3 separate regions of the Canis lupus genome follow, and all the other regions are linked to region 2. Evidence: chromatin contacts called from public Hi-C data. All regions are on one chromosome and are shown on one strand. The core of a region is the stretch at or near the end of the contact, and the rest is flanking DNA. Distances in the headings are between cores, read along the strand shown. Region 1 holds the start of LOC119876490. Region 2 overlaps LOC111097026 (a long non-coding RNA gene). Region 3 overlaps VCPKMT (protein-lysine methyltransferase METTL21D).

The links. Hi-C and Micro-C count contacts between places; a contact is called where the count stands out from the background.
Region 1: a Hi-C map of blood shows a contact between it and region 2, with 1.9 times the contacts expected there. The contact joins the promoter of LOC119876490 here to the enhancer-like site in region 2. A contact is called at or near these places in 2 of 9 Hi-C or Micro-C datasets (amygdala and blood).
Region 3: a Hi-C map of skin fibroblasts shows a contact between it and region 2, with 1.5 times the contacts expected there. The contact joins two enhancer-like sites. A contact is called at or near these places in 2 of 9 Hi-C or Micro-C datasets (blood and skin fibroblasts).

The regions. Positions count from the first base shown.
Region 1 is chr8:26,667,379-26,671,417 of UU_Cfam_GSD_1.0, reverse strand. It overlaps LOC119876490, which reads left to right and starts at 1,519. Exons shown (of 3, transcript XM_038544659.1): 1 at 1,519-2,630. The coding sequence starts at 2,019. It overlaps ARF6 (ADP-ribosylation factor 6), which reads right to left and starts at 1,982. Exons shown (of 2, transcript XM_038544661.1): 1 at 1,821-1,982; 2 at 1-1,720. The coding sequence starts at 1,234. The coding sequence ends at 707.
Region 2 is chr8:26,758,335-26,762,843 of UU_Cfam_GSD_1.0, reverse strand. It overlaps LOC111097026 (a long non-coding RNA gene), which reads left to right. Exons shown (of 4, transcript XR_005363227.1): 4 at 1-291. It also overlaps the pseudogene LOC119876481. Among named protein-coding and RNA genes, the nearest start is that of ARF6, 91 kb to the right of the region's middle. Within about 2 kb of position 1,748, at least 7 of the 20 cell types and tissues checked have an H3K27ac peak or open chromatin away from gene starts, as enhancers often do. A contact at or near this core is called in blood, where this site is marked.
Region 3 is chr8:26,837,465-26,841,792 of UU_Cfam_GSD_1.0, reverse strand. VCPKMT (protein-lysine methyltransferase METTL21D) reads left to right here. Exons shown (of 8, transcript XR_005363233.1): 7 at 2,839-2,902; 8 at 4,112-4,328. Among named protein-coding and RNA genes, the nearest start is that of VCPKMT, 21 kb to the left of the region's middle. Within about 2 kb of position 2,587, at least 2 of the 20 cell types and tissues checked have an H3K27ac peak or open chromatin away from gene starts, as enhancers often do. A contact at or near this core is called in blood, where this site is marked.

The sequences.
Region 1 (4,039 bases), core at 270-2,769, 91 kb after region 2:
ATAGCTGACATTTCAAAGAACTTCTTACATTACCTGTTTAACATACTGATGTGCAACTGGAACATATTACAATGATATTACTCATTATTTGCCACTGTAGGCTAAGTTTACTATACTGGTCTTAGATATAAAAGGTCACATTTGAAATTACTAAGTTAAAGGTAAAACTCATAAGGGAGGAGTAAAGGCCTTAAATATAAAAGACAAACGGCAGTTTGATTAAGCAATAATTTTCAGTTTACTAGATGAAACAGACTTGCAACATAGTCTGCATGAATGCAAAATAAGCCATCTACAGCAAGTGATAAGGAAACTGGGCAAAAAGGAAAAAAGCATACATTGCAAAAAAGATTCTCTCGAAATAAAAAAATCAAACCATTATTATAAAGGACTTTACCAAAAACTGCTATATTTCCCCCATCCCATTTGCTGGAAGTCAGTAAGAGCATCTAGCACTTTGTGGTCATGTCAAATGTCAGATCGGAGCATCCTAATGCAAAGCAAAAAAAAAGGGGGGGGGGGGGGAGAAAGAGAAACAAAAAAGGAAACCCCTAAACCCCCCCCCCCTCCCCAACCGTAGAACAGTAACTCCAGAGTTCAAATTCAAAAGAAGAGAAAGTGGCAATTGAAAGAGGTGATGGTGGCGATAATCCTATGAATGGGTTTCTGATTTCTCTCCTTCCGGGGGATAGGTGGAGAATGCTCATTAGGATTTGTAGTTAGAGGTTAACCATGTGAGCCCCTCATAGAGTCCATCCCCTGAGGTGGCACAGGAGGGCTGCACATACCAGTTCCTGTCCCGAATCCGGGTCAGGCCCAGTTTCTCCTGGATCTCGTGGGGTTTCATGGCATCAGGCAGGTCCTGTTTGTTGGCGAAGATGAGGATTATGGCGTCCCTCATCTCCCGGTCATTGATAATGCGGTGCAGCTCCTGGCGGGCCTCGTCGATGCGGTCGCGGTCGGCGCAGTCCACTACGAAGATCAGACCCTGGGTCCCGGTGTAGTAATGCCGCCAGAGCGGCCGGATCTTGTCCTGGCCGCCCACATCCCATACGTTGAACTTGACGTTTTTGTAAGTCACGGTCTCCACGTTGAAACCCACTGTGGGAATGGTGGTCACCGACTGGCCCAGCTTCAACTTGTACAGGATTGTTGTCTTGCCGGCCGCGTCCAGGCCCAACATGAGGATCCGCATTTCCTTGTTCCCGAAGATCTTGGATAGCACCTTCCCCATCGCGTCGGAGGAGCCGGGGCCGGGGGCATTCAGGTGTCCCGGGTCCCCTCAGCCAACTACGCCGCAGCCGCCGCGAAACCGAAACGAAGCCTCCCGGCCGCGAGGGCGCCCGTGCGGCCTGCGTGGGAGTTGCCTCCTCGGGGCAGAGGCCCAGGCTCGCCACTCACTCGGGCATCACCGACCGCACAACTTGATTCCTCCAGCCGCCGCCGCCGCCGGGGCCCTGAGTCTGCGCCGGGAGAGCCGCCGCCCTGCTGAGGCGCGGCCCGGCCCGGAACTGCCCTTCCCCCCGCAAGCGCCGCGCTAGCGCCGCCGCGGTTCCCGCTCCTCCGCCTTCTCTTCACTCGGCCGCGGGAGGTCGAAGCCCTCCGGCCCACCCGCCGGTCCACGAGCACCGGGCTCACCACCGACCCAGGCCACCCGAGAGTCAGCGCGGCTCCGGCGCCTCGTCAGGTCATTGATCCTCGCCGGGATCCGGTGCGCCGCCTGCAGAGACACAGAGAGGAAGAAGGGAGTTACTGCCGGCAGGCCAGAAGGGAGCGGAGGCCCAGGTGACTCGTCCTTCCAGCTCAGTTCGCGAGGTTACCTCAAGCCGCCGCCCTGAGCGCGGGCTCCCTCTGGCCTCCACCGCCTCCTCCCAGCTCTGCCGCTGCCGCCGCCGCCGCCGCCGGAAAAGGCGCCGAAGAAACCGCCTCACTTCCCCTCCCGATCACGCAGGCGCAGCAAGGCCGACCGTTCGGTGAGAGCGAGCTCTGTAAGGAGCGCGGCCCGCGCGCCCAGCGTCATGGGCGCCACGCGCGAGGGGGCGGGGCTACGGCGGCCTGGAGGCCTCGCGGCTGCGGTCAGGCCCCAGACCCGCGAAACTCGGACTCTGACCCGTGCCCGCCTGGCGCTGTACGCGGACTTTCTGCGTCCCTGTGGCGCGCTCTCGCCTCCCCCAGCCCTCTCGAACCAGAGCAGGCAAATCCACTGGGGAGCTCCCGAGGGCGGGGCCCGCGGCCAGCCCTCTCCCGCGGTGAAAGCCTCCCCCAGGCTGCTTCCGGACGTCGGTGCCCGCCAGGTGCTCAGCGAGTTCCCTTGGGCCCGCCCCAGCCTCCGCGCGTCCTCAGTCACCCGGGAAAGCCCTATATGCTGTTTGTACGTCTCCCAGCCCGTCCTTGGCCTCCCTCATCCCGCGTGTTCTGTGCATTTCCTGAAAGACACGTGGGAGGCCCGCGTTTGGTGTGGAGTCGGCCAAGCAGTGCGGCGCTTCTACCAGGCTTGGGTTTGCCAGGAAACCCCGCTTTTCGGTGTTCGAGCCCTGTCTTACACATCTCTTCGGGACCAGACCCTGTTACTTAAAAATGACAGTGTTAACCAGAGTTCCAGTCCCTTGCTGCGTTTTCAACTTTTTAAGGTGATAACTTTTCATACTTAAGTTAGTGTGTTGAGCAGTAACTTAACCACCTAGCTTTTCTTTAAGAATCCTAGACGAGGGGATCCCTGGGCGGCCCAGCGCTTTAGCGCCTGCCTTCAGCCCAGGGCGTGACCCTGGAGACCCGGGATCGAGTCCCGCATTGCGCTCCCTGCGTGGAGCCTGCTTCTCCCTCTGCCTGGGTCTCTGCCTCTCTCTCTCTCTCTCTCTCTCTTTCTCTCTCTCTCGAACGAACAAATAAATAAAGTATTTTTTTAAAAATCCCAGACAATAATAATCTTAGCACTAGGGTTTAGAGTCAGAAAGCCTGACTACTTTTGTGACCTGGATCTAAGGCATTTAACCTTGCTAAGTTTGTTATCTCATGTGTAAACCGAGTGTAGTGCCGACCTTGCTCTGTGTACTCCGTTTCAGAGTAAATAACAAAATGTTTGTGGAAGACTTTCGGAAACTTTTTTGTAGCAAATAGTTAGAGATCAAGTTAGACTTAAAGTAAGGCGAAGCCTAAAATAAAGGAACCAAGGGGAGGAAAAACAGGAAATAGGGTTTGTTATTTTTTAAGGAAGATGCTATAGAAGCATATGATAACATACTTGTTTCATAATATAAGAATATTTGATAATGGTAGATGGGTCAGGTGATAACCTTATAAGCTTCAGCTGAAATAAACTTACTGGAGTTGTTAATATTCTGACTGATCCAAGTTTACTTTCCATCTGCCTTGATCCATCTTACTTTCCACTGTCATAAAACTGAAGGAAGGATTTTGGAGTGAGAAGATTAGGGTTCAAAGTGTTGCCTGTCCGTTTTATGGCTGTGAATCCTTAGGCCTCAACCTTCCTAATCTTCATTTTCTTTATCTGTAAAATCAGACGAAGGATAATATCACTCATAAAAAAAATAGTCACCATTTGTTGTTTGTAATGGCAAACACTGTACTAAATATTTTAAATCTATTTTTAATCCTCACAGCAATCATATGAAGTAATTTTGAGCATTAACATTTTACATATCAATAGAGAGGTTAAGGTGTTTTTTGAGGGTCACAGAGCTGAGATTAAATCATAAATGTGCAGCTCCTCCTCTTAGCCCCCTAATGATGGTATCTCCCTGACTACCTCACACAGTGGTTTGGAATCTCAAAGTGGTTTATAAAGTGCCATAGTACTTATTATTGTATTTGAGGTAGGAATTTTTTTTATATGTGGCATATAGAGGTATTATATTTTGTTGCATTCCAACATAACCAACATAATAGTTTTCTCAGAGCAGATTCCAGTTTTTCCAAGTAGATGGAGATTGATCTGCTGGGCTTGGATTTATTTTTCAGTGGAAGGAGTAATATAATGAAAAACAGAAGCAGCTGGAAGCACCTAACAGCGTCTACCTGG
Region 2 (4,509 bases), core at 499-2,998:
CTGAGAGGACCCTGGGTTTGCTTCAAAGACAGGCCTTCTCCAAATCTGCAGTTCCAAGCAATTGCCTCTCCCCCACTACTGAAACGTGAAGCCCTGCTGAAGTTCAGTGTTCCCCAAAGCATTTCTGTGCTTCCCCCTCTAACCTAGGGCCCTCCAGACCTCCACAGTAATACCTCTGCCTGACAGGGACTTAGCTTCTCTAGTGCCTCTGCCCTTCCTCCCACCCGCAGCTCGGACTGTCCCTGCTCCCTCCTGCCTCCCCACCACTGTATCCGGGCCCCCCCCCCCCCCATCCCTGGTCCTGAGCAGCAGCCCCCTTTCCACTAGGAGACACAGGTGGAGGAGGGATTCCAAGTGGGGGGTGGGGCGGGCTCTCTGATTTTTGCATGCTATTCCACAGTAGGGGTTTGTGGTTATTTTAATTAAAAACATCTTAATGTTCCCAGCCGGTTTTTGAAGGACCTTTGATTCCAAGAAAATATAGACCATGTGTAGCCCATGGCTCCATGCTGCTTGCCCTGCCTTAGGAGGCTGTTTCTTTCCCCTGCTTATAGGGACCCTACCCATGAGAAGAAGACTAATTTGGTTTGTACTTGCTAGCCAGAATGTCTTTCACATTCAGTTCAGGTCCCTTTCTGATATTGAATTTCATGGTCTTGCAGTAGTGGCTGGAAAATAGGAATGCAAAAAACACAAATTGCCTGAGAACACTTACTGTCATTACCTAAGAGAAGAAATTAAAGTCAGTTTCTGCTCTCAATATGCTGTTTGTACAAGTGTTTAGGCTTGTTACAAAAAGAAACAAAGGGAAAAAAAAAAAGAAACGACAGAGGGGTGCCTGGGTGGCTCAGTTGGTTAAGTGCCTGACTCTTGATTTTGGCTCAGATCACGATCTCAGGGTCATGAGATCGAGCCCCTCACTGGCGGGATCCAAACTGAGCAGGGAGTCTGTCTGCTTAAGATTCTCTCTTTCTCTCTGCTCCTCCCCGTGCTCTCTCACTCTCTCTAAAATAAATAAGTAAATCTTAAAAAAAAAAAAGAAACTACAGATCCAAAATGGAGTCACTTATGTTAAGTCCAACTCTAGACTTAGCACCTAACCTTATTACAGTTTCAGTCTTTTTTCCCAGGAGTGGATTTTAAACCAATCAGCCTGTGTTTTCCTGATCAGCACTAGTGAGGGCATCTGCCAAGACCCCTGCCCTTACCCCTAAGGGAAGATGACCTTGTCTGAATCAATCCTTTCTTCTCTTTCACTAATAACTTCTTTGTCCTGTCCCTTTCCTGCCTATAAAAACCTTCCATTTTGTACAGCTCCTCAGAGCACCCTCCTATTTGTTAGATGGGACACTGCCTGTTTCACAAATTGTTGAATAAAGCCAATTAGATCTTGAAATTTACTTAGGTGAGTTTTGATTCTTAAACAGGCTAAATGCATGTTGAAAGAGTACCCACATATCATCTACGTCTCCTATCACCAGGAACTGATGTTACCAAAACTCATGTCTCATCTGTCATCTTCTCATCTGTGTTTAGCAGACTCACACAGAGCAAACCAGGAGACCTGCAGACTGATGAAGGCGCTTGAGACCAAGAAATCCAACAGCGTTCTAAACCAAGATGAAAAGTTAAAAGATAGATGATCGTCCAGCCAAGCGGCCACAAGCCCCTCCCAGAGCCCTCCTCCTGTCCTTGATGTCACTGGCTGCCTCTGCCCTGCTCAGGGGCCTTGAGGATGCTCAGCTGGGAGCCTCTGCTGGGGCCGGGTTTCCTGGCCTCCCTGCCCTGAGGGTGGGGGCGGCGGCGGTGGTAGAGGAAGTGCTGTGGGGAGCTGAGTGAGGCAGATGGCAGCAACACACCCACGGGTGACTGCAAGGCGGTGGCTGAGGACAGAGGAAGCCGCAGTTGGGGACCACCCTGCTGAAATGGCTTTCTTGACCCCTGATCCCTCAGACATGCTCCAACTAAAAAATACTAATAGTGCATAACTGTGAAGGCAGGTTCACACCCGCGTGTATGTCCTATGAGATCTCTTCGTTCCCCGGGGAGAAACATAAGCTACAAACATCACATTTCTTTCCGTGTTGAATTACTACTGTTTAAAAAGTCGAAGGAAAAAAGTAAAGTCAATCCTTCCATTAATAGATAAATTTTAAACAAGAACAGTGTGATTTCTTGCCAGTCACTGATGACTGATTTTCCAGAAGGGAATGATGTGCTCGTGAGGCAGTCATTAAGTGTGATGACAGCCACCAATTTAGTGAAGGGTCAATGGCCTGTTTATTTTTAAATATTGAAACCCTCTGCGTTATACATGGATCACTTACTTGAAATAATACCAAATAGTGGCATTATGGTGACAGAGAGAATTTGACCACTTCCTGGCAAGTCAGGAGTATTACATTTTATGTTACTTTTCTAGAGTTTGAAAGTTATTCTGAAGTAAATGCTAAGAACATTTTCCCTGGTGTCCTTGAGTTGGCTGATCCTAAGAAGGGGACCATGGACAGGATCCCCTGGGATACAGTCTGAGCGATGGGGTTAAGTCCCTGTCCCCCAGGCCATCTGTTGCCAACAAGCCAGGGCACCAGGCCTGGAGGGCTGCATGTTGGTCATAATGAGCCATCTGGCTGCCTGGCGGAAGAAGCCCATGGGAGCAGGTGTCTGGGACATTCTGGCATTACCACTGACCTTTGCCAAGGAGCAAGTTTGGTTTCGTCCAGAATGGCTCAGCCTGTTGGTAAGAATGCATCCTTTTCATCCAGGACATTTTCAGGAACTAGGCTCAAATGTTCAACCTCCAATTTGAATATTTTCTTGAGCTGTGGGGCTTATGTTGTACCTGGATTGTTCTGGGACCTCGTCCTGCCCATTCCCCTCCCCATGTAGAAGCAGGGGTATGTCTCTCCCTATCTTGTCGCCTTTGTGTATGTCCTGACCAATGACGGTGACAGGGCTTCTGGAGGTTTTCTTTGTTTTTTTAAATAAATGTGCAATTTAAGTACAAAGAGAGTTTAATATAGATTGTAGTTTTAGGAAAAGTCCTTTGGGCTATTCCTTGCTTCCAAACAAAAGCTACCTTCAAGACTTTCCTCTATAGAAATTCTAGAGCCACTACTCATCCTCTATAACATGTGTCATGAGTAAGTTGTTTCTGATAGAGTACCAAAGTACACAGGCACTTTGCCTCTAAAAAATAAGTTGATAGCTCAAGGTTGTCCATAAGGTACTCCTCTGTTCATTGGGTTTGAATTTTTCCTGGCATGGGAATGGAGACAGTGATATAGCCTGTATACTGGGTGTCCCACCCACCTGACGTGGTCCAGGGAGTGGGTTCTCTGTTACTGGGGGGTTCCTGGGAGGAAGGGCAGACAGAGGGAGAGGGAAGGTACAGGCTATAGATCCATGGCACTGCAGTAGGGTGTTACACTGCAGCAGAGAAAGGGAATATCTAGAACTTCAGATAGCTAGGGCCTTCTTTCCCGCCAACAATAGAAATTGCCAAGTAGGAGGTGGATTTAGGTCTTAAGACTTGAGAATCTCCTTTGAGGGTTCTGCTTATTTGGAAGCTGAATGTTAGAGCAACACCTAGATCAGTTCCTGAGGCCAGGCTCTCCACTCAGAGTCTCAGTCTGTGGCTAGATGGTATGATTCACTTGGTCTGAAGAATTTTCTAGACTAAATGTTTCGGCATTTTAAAATTAGTAGAATTCAGGTAAAATTGAGATTTCTGAATTTTTTTCAAGAATCAGAAGCGTCCGCAACGCCAGGCTCTCATTGTTGCATGGCAGTAATGTGCATGAGCAAGTGGTGGCCAACCCCATTAGCCAAGGCACACCCTCCCTTTACCCCACCAACGCACCCACGCAGCATCCCCCTCCTTCTAGGGTATCTTGTAGGCATGAAGGGCCACAGCACAGCTCCTGCCATGGATCCCCACTCCCCTATTCTCTCTGCCACCCAGAGGATGCCTAGACACACATTTCCTGGATCAAATTCAGACCTGGGAGCCAGAATTTATTCCTGCCCTCCCCCCTCCCACCACCACCCGCCAACGAAAGGCTCCTGCCCATTTAGTAAAGTCAAAGAATGTCAGGATTAACCCATAATTGAAACTTTTGAAAGAACTAAAGGCAGCTTTAGCCTTAGCATTCCACAGCTCCTCATTAAAACAGGGACTTTTTGTAACTCTGGGACAGCTGGAGACACATGACTGATTTCAAAAGCTCATGTGAAGGATGCCAGCCTCAAGGATGCAAGGCCGGCTTGTTGGGATTCTTGATGTATTTTTCAGTCTCAGGACAGGTGTATTCGGGGTTCCAGACCACACCCTCATGGTGGGAAGGCCCCAGGCCCTTGGAGTAGGGCAATGAATGGTCACAGTCAGGGTCAAAGGACTGCTGACCCCTGGCAGGCCCAGGTTGAAGCCTCCAACACTCAACAGGCCAAGAAACAGGCAGAGATCTTAAGTCCCAGCACATGCGGCCACCTTGTCCGTACACCATCCTA
Region 3 (4,328 bases), core at 1,338-3,837, 78 kb before region 2:
AGATCTCTGCCCAGACCTGTGTAATGTGAGCAGAGAGAATGATGGTGTGTGTGTATGAGGGTGAAGGCTGTAAGTAGGTTTATAATTAATTTATAAAGAGCTGGAAGAATTCTAGAGCTTTATTTTTCTTACCAGTGTCTCTAAAGCACAGGCACACCTTGCCAGATAGCCTTGAAAAATGTGACTGTTATTCTGGAGCAAAAAAAAAATGGCATTGTTTGCTGTCCTTCCATGAGGACCTGGCAAGGAGAGTAGACTTCTGTAAAGAAAGAACCAAGGACCTGCTCATCAAGCACGAAATGGTTCCAGCTTATGAATCTCCTCAGAAGTATTTCTTTAACCACAGGAGAGTTCAAGCAATTCTCTGGGTGACCCATGAGGTTCCAGAGCGTTTTGCTACCAGGCATTGATGGTGATTCAGAGTAGCCACTCAGAGCCACCTCAGATGGGCCTGTCCCTCTCCTGACTAAAGACTTGCCTCAGCACTTGTTAAAAATAGATTGATTGATGAGAGAATACTGAGAGGGAGAAGCAGACCCCCTGCTGAGTAGGGAGCTTGATGTAAGGCTCAATCCTAGGACCCCAGGATCTTGACCTGAGCTGAAGGCAGATGCTTAACCAACTGAACCACCCAGCCCCTGTTGCCTCAGCACCTCTTGGTGGGAACATTCCAGGCTAGATGAAGGCCAGAAGGCGAAGGCTGACCTCCTACCCCTGCTGTTGACAAGCCATGAGTCCTTGGGCAAGTCCCTAGATCTGAGTTTGTTTCTTCATCTGTAAGATGGGGATGATGATGGTGGTGACGTTTGTTCTATCCACCCACAGAGTTCTTTAGAGGCTCAAACAGTAAAATGGATATGAGAGCCAAATGTCAGTTGGAAAGCTGAATGGGGACGCCTGGGTAGCTCAGCGGTTGAGCATCTGCCTTCAGCTTAGGTCGTGATCCCGCAGTCCTGGGATTGAGCCCCACATCGGGCTCCCTGCATGGAGCCTGCTTCTCCCTCTGCCTGTGTCTCTGCCTCTCTCTGTGTGTGTCTTTCATGAATAAATAAATAAAATCTGGGCAGCCTGCGTGGCTCAGCAGTTTAGCACCACCTTCAGCCCAGGGCCTGATCCTGGGGCCCCGGGATCAAGTCCCACATCAGGCTCCCTGCATGGAGCCTGCTTCTCCCTCTGCCTGTGTCTCTGCCTCTTTCTCTCTCTCTCTCTCTCTCATGAATTAATAGATAAAATCATAAATAAATAAATAAATAAATAAATAAATAAATAAATAAATAAATAAATAAATAAATAAAATCTTTAAAAAAGAAAGAAAGGTGAATGGAAGTGTGAGTTACTGTGTTTGGCTCACCTTTGACAAAAGCTGTGATTCCTTCTTCAGCCCACTCAGTCAGGCCCTCTCCACATTTGAGAATAAACAATCATTTTGCCAGGACCACTAGCTTTCTCAGTTCACAGTTACTGCCTGAGGATCTGCTTCATCTCTGAACGAACAGGTGTGCCTATCTGAGGGTCTGCAGAAGGGCGTGGGGATAGATTGTGGATCAGTTCCCCTTGGTCCCTCAGGCTTTCTTCCCTCAGACCCTAGGTGATTTCCGGCAGACCTTATCAATCTTTGCCCTCACTTTTTCTCTTCACAGGAGATATGGAGAGGCAGAGTCGCCATCTCTCCTCATTTGTGTTCAGTGGGCCAGGCCTTGTGGTAGGTGCCAGGGATACCAGCAAGTTGTGAGCTGCTGGCTGGCATGAAAAGGAGCTAGTTCCTGAAAGGAGTTAAGTGCTATGGGACAGAGCCCAATACATGCCACTCATTTTATAAATACTTATTACTATAGGAGCATAGAGGATTGGCCTGGTTTTGCAAATATGTTTCCTTTGGCTTCTCCAACATATCAAATGAAAAAACTCCTCAAGTCAACACTGTGGCTTATTTCATTGTTCCTGGGAGCCTTAGGGTTAAAGGACTTCCAGGGCAGGCCATAAACAGTGCTTTGTCTTATGGGAACTTCCAGCCCATTGGAGACCAGAGCATTAGACACTGGACTTGCAGGGGTTCCGAGGCCCCTCGGGTCCTTGTTCATCAGACAGGGCTCTCCTCAGGGCTGAAGGTCACAGGAGGGCTCAGCTGCAGGAACCCACTGGGGTTTGCTCTCAGCTGCCAGCTTTGCTCAGAGAAAAGGAAGTTCTGTGGCTGCCTGGATGGGTGGGTCCTGAAGGTGGTGGAGGACGTGCAGAGGGCAGAGAATCCTGAGATTGCCTTGCATACTCCCATCTTCAAAGCATCACCCCACCTGTTACAGTGAGGGGTATACCACCAGGGAGAGCCAGGAACAGCTGGCTTCTGGTTCCAGCTTTAGGCCTCTAGACACTGAAGAAGTGCCATGTATGCTGATATATGCTCTGAATTGACCACTGCTCAGAGCTCATTTATCCCCTGGCGCCTTCCTCCTTTGGGTACGAAAATCCAAAATACTCATTATATTCATTTTATGTAAACCCCTAGTTGTGGCACAGTGGCTAAGGATCCCCTTTGGTCCTTGAACTTTATTCTGACTTTGTTGATTTGCATTTATGTCAGTGCTGGGTGGAAACAGGAAGGTGTTCATCTAGCCCAGAGGCCTCTCCAGATGCCTTCATTTTAAAGATTCTGTTCTGTTTGTTCACATTGTGGCTTTGATGACATTTTTTCATGTTTCTTGTTTCATGTATCGTGCTAACTCCATGGCCCCCTCCTTAAAAACAAGAACAGCATCTTACATTCTGTATGATTCTTGCACTTATTGCTGGAGGAATATTCCATTATCCAGCTTAGTAATAATCCAACTTTCTTTTCTTGAGGCACCTATGATGTGTGACTAGGTCCTTGGAATACAGACATAAGCAGTTGTGGATGAAAAGCAAGGTAAGAGTGGAGAAAGAGTAGTAGCTTATTTCATAGAGTTTGGTAGGAGTGAGAGCCTTAGGATTGAGAGAAAGCAGGTAGGAGAGGGTGAAGGGAGAGAGATTGTGGCTGAAGATAATGTGGGGTTACTGGGGATGGGACACTACGTAATTTATGAAGTGAGATTTAGAGGATCCCAGATAGAAGGAATGCAATCCAGAACAAAGGCAAATGGATTGATTCTGGAAAGAAGAGGGTCACTACTTCAGTAGACTAATGGAGTGAAGGAAAGAGATGAAGCTGCATTTGGACACGGATGTCGAAGGGAAGGGGGTTCACCACCAATGTCCTTGGGTTTTCACTGTTAAATGAATCAAAAAGGAGATTTAGGTCCTGAGATTAAGGAGCTTATGCTGCTAAGGATCCTTGGTGGGTGACTTAGAAGTGCCATCTGTGACACAGAAATGCCCATGTGGCCTGATTGGGGGAGATGCAGAAAAAGGGAAGCAGAAGCAAAGTTGGGAAGCAGAGTTATCCCGAGGATCATCTTTCTCTCCTCTCCACTCTCCCCCTTCCACGTACCAGGATCCTGAAACCCCCAGAGAGTACCCCACTAACCTGGCCCCACCTCCCCTCTTCCCTCAAGAATGCCCTTTGCCAGCTACCTATCAACTAAGTGTTGCTCTTGTTTCAGTAGGTGTGCATGGTTCTGGGTACTTTTCTCTCTCAGATAATTGTGATAGTTTTAAAGGGTGGGGAGGTCCCAGTAGATTTTGGTTCATATAGACTTTACATCAGCTCTGGATCAGTATACCAAATTGTTAATTCTCAGAGAGGCAGTTCAGCAAAGTGTCAATTTGCCATATGGCCAACTTGTCAAATTTACCAAAATAACCAGTTTCCCAAAGCTTGTTTCAAGGAGTACTCTTTGGATATATTCATGCATATATTTTTCTCAAATATAGTCAGTGAGTATAAATATATTCTTCATGCATAGTCAATGATTCTGAAGATGTCCAACAAAGAAGAATATATTTTTCTTGTGGGTATAGTTAATATGAATTTGTTATAAGCTGGATTGTGCCCTTCCAAAATGCATATGTTGAAGTCCTAACCCCCCATTATCTCAGAATGTGACTGTTTGGAAATAGGGTTTTTAAAAATGTAATTAAGTTAAAATGAGGTCATCAAATAGATCTAACCCTGTATGACTGGTATCTTTATAAGAAGAGAAGATTAGGACACAGACAGGTACAGAAGGAAGAAGATGTGAAGACACAGGGAGAAGATGGTCATCTACAAGCCAAGGACAGAGGCCTCAGAAGAAACCAAGCCAACACCATTATCTTGGTCTTCTAGCCTCCAGAACTGTGAGAATATACATTTCTGTTGCTTGAGCTACCCAGTCTGTGGTAATATGTTATGAGTGGCCCTAACACACTAACAC